Regions from separate parts of the Hordeum vulgare genome. Here all the other regions are linked to region 1. Evidence: chromatin contacts called from public Hi-C data. All regions are on one chromosome and are shown on one strand. Each heading gives the region's core, a stretch centred on a gene start, on an enhancer-like site or on the middle of the called end of the contact. The rest is flanking DNA. Distances are from core to core; before and after follow the strand shown. Region 1 holds the start of LOC123427531 (putative F-box/LRR-repeat protein 23). Region 2 holds the start of LOC123430669. Region 3 holds the start of LOC123427533.

What was found. Hi-C and Micro-C count contacts between places; a contact is called where the count stands out from the background.
Region 2: a contact with region 1 is called in a Hi-C map of leaf, with 4 times the contacts expected there. The contact joins the promoter of LOC123430669 here to the promoter of LOC123427531 in region 1. A contact is called at or near these places in 2 of 6 Hi-C or Micro-C datasets (both in leaf).
Region 3: a Hi-C map of seedling shows a contact between it and region 1, with 5 times the contacts expected there. The contact joins the promoter of LOC123427533 here to the promoter of LOC123427531 in region 1. A contact is called at or near these places in 4 of 6 Hi-C or Micro-C datasets (leaf and seedling) and 1 of 1 datasets of contacts at active chromatin or transcription factors (embryo).

What each region holds. Positions count from the first base shown.
Region 1 is chr2H:593,050,051-593,053,733 of MorexV3_pseudomolecules_assembly, reverse strand. LOC123427531 (putative F-box/LRR-repeat protein 23) reads left to right here and starts at 2,017. Exons shown (of 2, transcript XM_045111604.1): 1 at 2,017-2,410. The coding sequence starts at 2,055.
Region 2 is chr2H:592,727,389-592,731,071 of MorexV3_pseudomolecules_assembly, reverse strand. LOC123430669 reads left to right here and starts at 2,005. Exons shown (of 3, transcript XM_045114519.1): 1 at 2,005-2,674; 2 at 2,837-3,072; 3 at 3,304-3,683. The coding sequence starts at 2,101.
Region 3 is chr2H:593,324,525-593,328,207 of MorexV3_pseudomolecules_assembly, reverse strand. It overlaps LOC123427533, which reads right to left and starts at 1,926. Exons shown (of 2, transcript XM_045111607.1): 1 at 1,595-1,926; 2 at 1-371. The coding sequence starts at 1,859. The coding sequence ends at 157.

The sequences.
Region 1 (3,683 bases), core at 768-3,267:
GGTCCAGAGAACTACATTATAATAGTATGGAAATAATGTGGTTCTACAAAAGACCGCTCTTCTAAGTTGCACAAAGAAACTATCATCTCGCTCTTCTAAGTATGAAAACCTTGCCAAAACTGATAGCAACTTGAACAATTTGTGTTTTTTTTCACTTTCTTTTCTCCTAGATAAACATTTTTTAAAGCATACGTCACAAAACAATTGCAAAAAAACTGTCAATACAGGGAACAAAAGCACCCCGAATATGGGCATATGGCTTGATGTCGAATTGTCGATGTAGTTTTCAAGATCTGCAAGCTTGCAACACTCAACCCCCCCTTCTCATCTCTGGATCCAATGAAGGTTTGAAGAATAGGCCACAGAAAAGTAGGAACTAGGAACAGAAGAATTAAAGGTGTCAGATGGAGCAACCCAAGGCGGAGAGGCGGGCTGTTTAACAGCAAATGAAAAGAGCACTTGATTAGGCAAAGGAGTGAGACGTGCCATCTTTAATGTGGTGATGCCTCAAACGTCTATTGATGGGGAATGTTTAGGATGCAATGAAAGGTGATTGGGGATAGGGATAGCACCATCGGTCTCCATTAATGGATGCATGGGAGCGCCACCTCAAATTTGAAAGTGTACGGGAGCGACGGAGCTGTTCTCTGGGATTGGAGAATTTGGGGAAGGATCCGATGAGGCGAGGTGACTGGTGGAGATCGATGGAGTGCTGCAGCAGCGTGTGATCGGTTCTTTTGGTCCGGGACTGCTAGGTACTTGGTGGGCTTGGAACTTTTTCTTTGACACGTTTTGGGCCTTTTTTGTTATTTTTCTCACTAAAAAAGAAAATATCCTAATACGTATATTGTACAACTACTTAGAACGGGCCTCCTACCTCACAGGGCCCATGACGGTCGCCCGGTTGCCCCGACCTATGGGCCGGCCCTGGGTCCATGGTGTCAATGGCGGCCGTGGAAAATTTTTGCCACACTTGAGCATAAAAATTGATGGAGAAAAGGAGGGCGAGGGCGACAGAAGCAGTAGACGGCGTGAGGTGACAGGGGGCACAAATCTCGGAGGGGACATGCGGCGGCGACATGCGGAACATCGGACACAAATTAAAATTTTCCATTCCACCAAGTCCACAAGAGACATAGGGCATGTAAAAAGGGAATCCTTTCCCACCCGCGCGCCGGCCGAACCGACACGTCGGTCGCCCCCTCGCGCGCGCGGGCCCATGCAACATTTTTTCCACCCACGCGCTTCTCTGGTTAGTGGATGCAACATTTTTCGTCTAAATTTGTTGCAACCAGCGTCATTTTTGCTGCAAGTATTTTTTTACTACGTTTTGTCCTAGTAAAAAAGCTGCATATACGTTTGGTTGCAACTCCAGTTCGTCGGATTTTTCGTTTACAATCGATGTTTTTTACTTTTGCTACAACCGTGTTAATTTTTGCTACAACCGGCATCATGTTTTGCTGCAACCATTCATTAAAAAAGTTGCATACATGCCACATAAATATTTGTTACAACCGGCGTTTGACTTTTGCTACCACATACCATCAGCTTCGTTTTTTGCTACGATCACGTAGATATTTTTTTACTACAAATTTTGTTTTTTGTTGGAACCATTGAAAAAATTTCTGCATAGCATCGAATTTTTGTTGTATAGGAAGAAAAATGTTGCATGCGGATCTAACGATACGGACGACGCGGGGTTGGTGAATCCTACGACTCACGCGCGGCCGGCCGAAAGTTTGGGCCGGCGCGCCGGGGGCAGATCACTCGCGGAGACGAGATATACAGCTACCAACATTTCTTTTTTCCGTAACAGGCCAACGGACCTGCACGGGATGACTTTTTGTCCCAGTCCCTTAAAATGGTTATTATTCCAGAGCAAAGGGCCGATAGCTCTACGCATTCTTGGCAATCAATGTTGGCGTGGGAGTTTTTAGCAAGCAAACAGGCATAGGGTTACATTTGTAAAATACTCAGGCACGACCAGCGACAACCTACAACCCACCTCTCCATTTGCGAAAGAAAAAAGCAAACCTACCGCTCTCCGACCGTCCATGGCGCCGCCGGCGCTCCGGTCGTGGGGGGAGCTGCAGCACGACCTCCTTGTGGCGATTATGTCTCGCGTGGGCGCCCCCGATTTACTTTCCGGCGGCGCACCCCGTACCTGCTCCGCGTGGTGGGCCGCCGCTCGCGACCCGCTCGCATGGCGCCGCGTTGATCTCCGGGACTGGACAGCCCGGACATCCGCCCGGCGCGCGGCGGGGACCGCTGCCACCAGAGGGATCGTCTCTGTACATGCCGCTCTCACCGGCGACCTTGAGGTCGCCGCAACGCGGGCAGATGGTCGGATGGAGGCTGTGCTCCTCCCGGAGTTTGCCGATGAAGAGCACCTCATGCTCCTCGCCGAGAGGTGAAGCTTATTTGTCCTTGTTCGGTTGTTCCTGTAATCTTGGTCGCCTGGTCGCTATGCTGTTCATTCAGTTATTTCTGCACAAAATTGGTTAGGTTATCCTACTGCCATACCTTCTTGTATTTGATTTAACTTATTATAAGTATGTTATTTTCTATGATAACTCATATGCTCGTTTGATCTATGTAGAACTAAATATAGCTATACTGATAAAGTGGAACTTTGTCTGTAAATTTGTACTAATAGCATTTTTCTGTTGTGCAATTGAGGATTTTATTGACGTAGCTGATTAGGATTGTTTATGTGCCAGCACTACTCCATAGGATTTGACATGATCTGGTTTGGATTATGATTGTTAATGTGTAAATCCATATGGGACTTCCAAGTTTCTGAATGTTCATTTTATTAGGCAACATAACCATCAAATTCATAGTAAAAAAAACCATAACCATCAAATTCATGTCTACATAATGAGTTTCTTGTGTGAAACCTTTTCGTATGAAGTAGCAACTGATATTTCATTTTTAGATTGTTTTGTCAGCTCGAATGGTGAAGTGTCATATCATTAAACTTGAAGGGAGTGAAATTGCTATTAATATATGCGACATTTTTCAAGGCTTTCACATATTTTTTGTGCAAATTTACCTAATCTTTTTTTAACAAATTTTTTTCCTAGTATCTAAGCGAATTTGATACTTTATAACTTAGTCTGTAGAATCCCGAACTCTCTGGAACACAATCTTATGGATAATTTTTGTTTCAAGTTTCAACTGCTTTGTTTATGTAATTATTATGTTGGTATTATTTTTCAACCTCACATGCTTAGAAGTTACCAGCGGGGATAGTAGTGAAATTGAAGACGGAATTTGCAGTTTACATGATTCGAATAATGAAGCTCATTGTTACCAATGGGCTCATAATAAACTTCTGTTTATTTACCAACAATATTTTGGTGAATCATGATGGAAATGAAATGCCGCTGGCAGTGATATTAGTGAAATTGATGAGGGATAGGGGATGGAAGTGCCATTGAAGAGGGATTTGTAGTTTACATGATTTGAACAATGAAACTAATCGTTCCCAATGGACTCAAAATAAACTTGTTTTTTTGTTGACAATGTTTTCGTGAATCATAATAAAAATGAAGCTCTTCTGGCAGTGATAGCTTTCAATTGCCAATTAAGTTCTTGAACTTGTATTTTAAAATTGCGGTCCTTCAACTCTCAGAAGTTAATAAATCAGTTACATGAAAAATGAGGGGTGATGGTTTCAC
Region 2 (3,683 bases), core at 756-3,255, 320 kb after region 1:
CAGGGCTGCTGCTGCTGGCGCTCCTCCCGCCTCCAGCCGCTGTCGTTGATGTCCAGGCGGTGCTTGCTGACGCTCCTCGCCGTGCCCAACGCCGACCTTCCGCAGTTTCCCTCGGCGTTCGCGGCCGCCACAGGTCCGACTTCGCCGACGTGCTCCGCTACCACGACCTCCTCGAGTACCTCTCCCCCGCCGACCTTCGTCGCCTCTTGATCTCTGGGAAGCTGGTCACCACGTTGTTTCAGTTTCTGAAACAACTGCCCAGTTTCTGAAACAACGATCCAGTTTCAGAAAACGGTTCGCGATTAGACGTTGTTCCAGTTTCTGAAACGACGGACCGTTTTCAGAAAACGGTTATTAGGTCGAGGTGAGATCCAACGAACGAGCGTCCGGCGGATGGATCGCGCGGATCAGCCGGTGAAAGGTAAGACTTTCCCATCTTTTAAAGCATGAACAATTTTTAAATCTTGAGAACAAATATTAGAACCAAGAACAATTTTGAAAAATTCTGAACAAATTTTGGACACCGAACAATTTTTTAAAGCACGAACATTTTTTGAGATCCAATGAACGAGCGACCGGCGGATGGATCGCGCGGATCAGCCGGTGAAAGGTAAGACTTTCCCATCTTTTAAAGCATGAACAATTTTTAAATCTTGAGAACAAATATTAGAACCAAGAACAATTTTGAAAAATTCTGAACAAATTTTGGACACCGAACAATTTTTTAAAGCACGAACATTTTTTGAATCTTGAGAACAAAACTTTGAAACTGAGAACAATCTTGAAAACCCCAAACAAATTTGGAAGCATGAACAATTTTTTAAAAGCACGTGGATTTTCTGAATCTTGAGAACAAAATTTAAGAATGAGAACAATTTTAAAAAATACTGAACAATTTACAAACGTGAACAATTTTTGAATCTTGTGAACAAATTTCGAAAAACAAGACCTTTTTTGGAAACACATTTTAGAAAATCCAGAATATTTTTCTAAAAAGCAATTTTTTGCAAAAAATATCATTTTTTGAAATTTTTGAAAAGTTTTTGAAACGGGATTTTTTAACTTATGTACACTTTTTAAAACAGGAACAGTTTTTGAACTTACGTACATTTTCTGAAATGGCAAACATTTTTTAGAAAATGAAGAACATTTTATAAACTTCCCGACCATTTTAAAATCATGATTATTGTTAGAGTTTGCGAACAAAATTTGAACACGTTTTGTAAAAAATAGAAACATTTTTCGTAAAACAGAAACAAGAACATATTTTGAAAATAGTGTCCAATTTATGAAAAAAGAAACGTTTTTTGAAAAATCGTGCAGTTTTTTGAATAGGAGAACATTTTTTAAAACATGAACATTTTTTGAAAATATGAACACATTTTGGAAGCAGGAACATTTAAATATAAATTGTGAACAAAATTTTAACACGAGAATATTTTTTGGAATTCAAAACAAAATTTAGAAAATGTCAAAAAAGGAAAAATGGAACAAAAGTCCAGTAAAAAATGAAAAAAATATATTTTTTTGAAAAATAGGATCAGTTTTTTAAAGCGCGAACATTTTTTGAAAATGTTGAACATTTCTTACAATCCCGAATTTTTTTTGATGTTATGAATGTTTTTAAAAAGTGGCAGTTATTTGAAATTTAATATATTTTTATAAAGGCAATAATATTTTCTGAATTTGAAAAACAATTTTCCAACATGAACTTAGTTTAAATAAATAACCATAGAAAAAAGGAAAATAAGAAACAGAAACAGAAAAACGAAAAACGAAAAAAAAGAAGGAATAAAAGAAAGAAATAAAATGACAAAAAAAAATGCAAAAACCGAAACTGCCCAGTCAATCGCGCCCCTTTGTGTTTGTCCGTCTATTTGACGCAAAGAGCGTTTTCCATGGCACCCTCTCGCTCCTTCTGGAAGTGTGTGTGTCGTTCTACTGGGCCGGGCTGAGACTGAGACGCAATATATAGTGCACCCCACATCTCCCCCTTTCGTCGGAACCCCAACGAAGCAATCCGTTCTCGAAATCGAAAGAAAAAGGAGAGCGGCGGCGGGTGGCGGCGGAAAGACGAGTTCCAGAGAGCCGTCTCCTGAGATGGAAGCAGAGGCGGAGATGGAAGCGGAGGCGAAGGGAAAAAGTATCGGAGAGGGCGTCGAGCAAGCCGCGGGAACACAGAGGATACGAGATCGGGTTGCTGAGATGGAAGGGAAGGTGAACGGAAAGAGTGCCGAATCCGAATCCAGGAAGGGCATCGAGCATGCTGCAAGGAGGAAGCACGAGAAGTCGTTATTGGAGATCAAGTCGGCGACGAAGAAGGTTGCCGCTGAGCTCAACCTCACGAGAATAAAGCTGGAGACCAAAATCAAATTGGATGAAATTGAGGAAGCCAGAGAGACGGACGAGGCACCAATCGAGGCTGTGAAGGGAGCCATGGGGAGCGACGAGTTGCCGGAGAGGTTTTCCACTTCAGCAGATACAAAATTAGAGATTGAGCAAGCCAAGAAGATGGGAAAGGAAGGCGTGGAGAGGGATGTGGTGGCAAAATTGGAGATTGAGGAAGCTGAGGGGATGGAGGAGAAGATGCAGACTGAACAGTTCTTTGATATCTACTGTCGCTCCTTGGAATCAACTTTGTCCAGGATGTTCAGCAGTCCCTGCAAAGATGCGAGTGAATAAACATGTTCTCTGCTCATCGTACCTTAATTGCTTTTCTTCCTTCCTGTTGCATGTCTCAAGGAAGCAAATTAGTTCATTCTGTTGAGGAAAAGATTTACTTCACTTGTGGTATCCGAATGAATTATCTGAATCTTTTATTTTTCGGTGACTGCAGCATCATTGAGTCCTATGCACTTCACACACAGTACAACGTATCGCACCTCTTATGCTGACTTCGCCACCAGCACTCTACAAATATACTCCATCAAAGTCGCAGAAATAAAGGGAATTCCTGAGTTGAAGTGGCCACTGCGTGTGTATGGCATGATTGCTGCCCGAGATACCGTGGATCACAATCGCAACATTCTCTTCTTGCGTCAAAGGAATGTCTGCCAGAAACTCACTCCAGAGGTCTGTATCGTGTTTTTGTATTTTATTTTTCTGGACTGTTGATTTGTTATGAACAGATGCATTTAGAAATAAGCATGTACTAGTTAAGTTGGACACTAAACTGCTAGCTTAGCGAAACTGTTGCACTCTCTCAAAAGGTTGTACTTAATTTCCTCCTGAAAAACTTCTGCACAGTTTCTCTTTTTTTGCTTGCATCTCTGTTGCGTTAATTATGATTATTGACAAATGCAGAATCCTTTTTTGCAATTGACTGGCCCGTCTCGTGCAATTGCGGTCATAGATCCTGTTGAGTTTGACATTAAACTGAAAGTAAAGGGCAGGATGAAGTCAGAAGATAGAGTGCTCATGCATCAGACCTTCAAGTACAGCTGTAATGAGGCCATTATGTTGAATGACTCCTGCAAAATTGTGTTACGGTGTGCGAAATTGGAGAAGACAGTGCAAGCAACTGTAGTCGGTGTCCGTGTTATTAATTGGAGAAAGAGGAAATGGCCTTTTAGACATGGTGGTCTAGTTATTGCCAAGGCACATTCTAAGCCCAATAAACCTGAGAATGAGGCTGTGCTTCTGGATCAAGTGATGGATGACAGTTCAGATGGTTACTTTGAAGG
Region 3 (3,683 bases), core at 677-3,176, 270 kb before region 1:
CTGATTAAATACATCTGGAAAAATGCCACTAACAAATCCATAGTGTTAATATTAATGTTTTGTCAGTAAAAAATCCCGCCTAAGTACTACTCCAATCAGGCTATTCAAACACCAACGTACAGTTGCCAAGTGAGCAAGCAGGCCCGCCGCGTACCGCTACGGTTTTCTTTCGTAAACAGGATGTGTACTCAAATTTAAACGCTCCAGTTTGTCCATGCGAGCAACACATTCCTTAATTTGCTCCACTACCTTGGGCAGAGCTGCTATATTTGCCTCTGTCTTCAATTTCAACGTCTTTACCTTTTCAATCCTATTTTGTTCAGCTTCAACGTGCAAGGTTTCAGCAGCAGCTTGCGCTTCACTAGGAATTTCTGCAATATCAATACTGATGTCAGCCTTGGTGAACTACCCAAATTTGTGTAAAAATGTCACTGCATTATTACACGTTTGCCATTTATTCATTCCATGGCAATTAATGTTTAATCTACCATGGTTGGTAAAGTAGCAGGCTCTTGTAGTCAGGTTTTTTTTAGCAAATTACAGCAAAATTAGTAGGGGCTGACTTGTGATGAAGTGACACGATGGTTTTCGAGTCGATGAGTCATTCTAGGGTAGCGACTCGGAAAAAGTTGAGCCTGCAGTTGCGACTAGTTGCGACTCAAGTCGCTAGTCGACACTAAGTTAAGTTGACATTTTTTTGCGACGACTAGTTGCGAGACTCGAAAACAATGGGTGACAAACATATTTAGTTGAATTTGCAATGGAGAAAACAGGGCAAAAAAATTAAAATAACAGTCCACTTTTTTAGCTTTGGCATTTGAAAGGGCTAATAATTCAGGGTTACGGTTAAACACTTGGGCAAATAATTCTCAGCAATTGGCGACCAAATAACAAACCCAGCTAAAACTACAATACAATCAATCTGGATACACTCTGCCAGCTCGCGCCTTAAAATAACCATGCAACAGGTTTTCTTGCATATAATATATGTAAATGTCACTCGCAGAAAACACAACACATCCTGTAAGATGAGATGATAAATTGCCAACATTTTGTTTCGTAACAGAACTAAGTTGAGATTACCATAGGAAAACATAACCGTGAATTTCTAGGATCTGTTTCACGTTGCGGTCAATTCTGATGATCATGTTTACCTAACAAAACTTTGCCTATTTTACTGTTTGGCTAATAAAGCTTGTCTCTGTTTTTATTTTCCCACAACTGATTATGAAGCTAGTTCCGCGCAACACAATGCAAGCTTAGCAAGCACAAACTGAACCTTAGGAGATATTGTCAACTGCCAGTGGCAACCAGAGACCAAGTTATAACTTACCTAGACCTAAAATCAGTGACTCCTCTGAAAATTTGCTGAACATTTGTGCAGACAGAAAAAAAGTCCGTCCCTTTGTTTCTCAACTTAGATCTAAAATGCTCGCTTATACCCATGTCTCCGTGTTCCCAAGCCCTGACAGGGGAATTTTTCTCTAAGTATACCTGAAGCACTGCCTATCGACGGGCAAATCACAGAAAGCTCCAAAACGGGACGAACTAAGCGGAAACCCTAGCACCGGAGCAAGGCCGGAAGCGCGCATACCTACGCAGGCGGGCGGACGGAGGCCGAGGAGGCGCGTCGCTACAGCTTTGGTGTAGCGGACGGCGGCGTCACGGCGGCGCTCGAGTATTCGGCGGCCCAGATCGGCCACCTCCCTCTCCAGCTCCTCGATGTCCTCCTCGCCGGCCGCCTCGTCCGCTCCTAAGGAGGTGGAGGAGGAGGCGACGGGGGAAGATGCAGGGGCCTTGCGCTTTAGGCGGTTGGGCGTTGCTCCGGTTTGGCTCGGAGCGAGCGAGTCCCCCGCCATGGGGAGCTAGGAGAGCGTGGGGGCGGACAGGCGGAGGCGGAGGCGAGCGGAGAAGGGGACGAAAGGGAGGCGGAGAGAGCGATTCAGTTTTGGCAGATGGGAGCTGGGACCCGCATTAAAGTTGGCTCTACTCACCAATTCTGAAATTTCGAATTCAAATGAAATTAGGCGGAGCAACTCGGTAAGTGGCGCTGGGTCCCACTAGTCCCAGCCATCCACCAAAAAAGATCAAATGGCATCCATGGACGTCTAAAAAAAAAGAAATGGCAGAAATGAACAACCAGAAAAGCCCGTGAGGCCAGCGACAACGACACTGCATTCGACATGCCCGATGTCGTCGTCGCTGCCTTCGCCGGCATCGCATCCCCATTCAATCCCTTCCTTCCATCTCGCCGCCGTCGCCGCCACGTTTCTCGAAGAGGCCACCGTCAAGAAGCATCGGAGACCGAGTCGAGCTTTGCAAGGGTACTATTTCTGCAATCATGTCGATACTGTGTTCAGCTCCTGCGACGACGACGTCCGCTTTGATGGCAGGCGCAACTGGGCGGCGGATGAGGCCTTTGGCAACGATTGCACGATACCTTTGCTCTGCTCACCCTCATGCTCATCTTCCTCTCCCCCTCTGCTGCGACGCGGCATATGGGAGATGGGACCGGTGGATGCAGGAGTGGCGGAGTAGTAGGCAGTGAGGATTGATGCAGATTCAGGTTGCAACAACTTAACAACATAATGATATGGAGCAATGTTCAGACTTCAGATTGCATGCCATTCCCTTTTAGGTAGATGAAAGGTTCAGACTTCAGACATCGCATTGATGTGGATTCATCACTCCTCATTACATCTTGATGGCTAGAATCATTTCCTTTGGGTTCAGCTTTCATAATCTAAGTTGTAGACAAATGTTGAATCTAGAGGTTTGCAGTTCCCAATTTTCCGTACCATGTTTTGGTCTGTAATGAATGATCGGAGGGGATATTAATTAGGCCTGTACTAATGACATTGTATTGTAGTATATATGTGTTAGTTTGCTTTTGTAAATATGTGGTGCTATGTGGACACCACCTACATCACAAAAAAAATCAATTGAACTGTCATAGTCCCACATAAGAAGTGATGGTCAGAGTGGGAAAGTCCCACAACGTCCAACGAGCTGTCCATTTACATCATGAGGAGCAACTAGTGAATGCCATTTGAACAAAGCTTCTCTCTCAACCGTAGCCATCGCAGCCAAGTTTTTCCCTCACATTGCCGCATTGGTCCCCCCTCTTCCCCGTCCGACGGAAATATGAGTGGTGGTGACATTGACGAGATTGTGGCAGTGATGGCATGTTGGGGTAAGGTATTTCCCTACCTCAAAGTCATCTAATCTGACACCAGGAAGAGCATGTGTGAGTTTGTGTCCTTAAATGTATTGGCTCTTTTCATATCTTGACAGTTGGTGCGTTTTTTCGAGGAGAGCAATGACTGACCATTGATGTGATTAATTCAACATCTTTTCTTTTGTTGTTTTACGTCATGGTTTGGTTTCTTTAACCCTCTTGACCTGTTATGATGGATTGCAAGTCTGTTTTTACGTGGATGACGTTTCTGTTGGAAATATGCCCTAGAGGCAATAATAAAATGGTTATTGTTATATTTCCTAGTTCATGATAATTGTCTATTATTCATGCTATAATTGTATTAACCAGAAACTGTAATACATGTGTGAATATATAGATCATAATGTATCCTTAGTGAGCCTCTAGTTGGCTAGCTCATTGATCAATAGATGGTCATGGTTTCTTGATCATGGACATTGGATGTCATTGATAATGGAATCACATC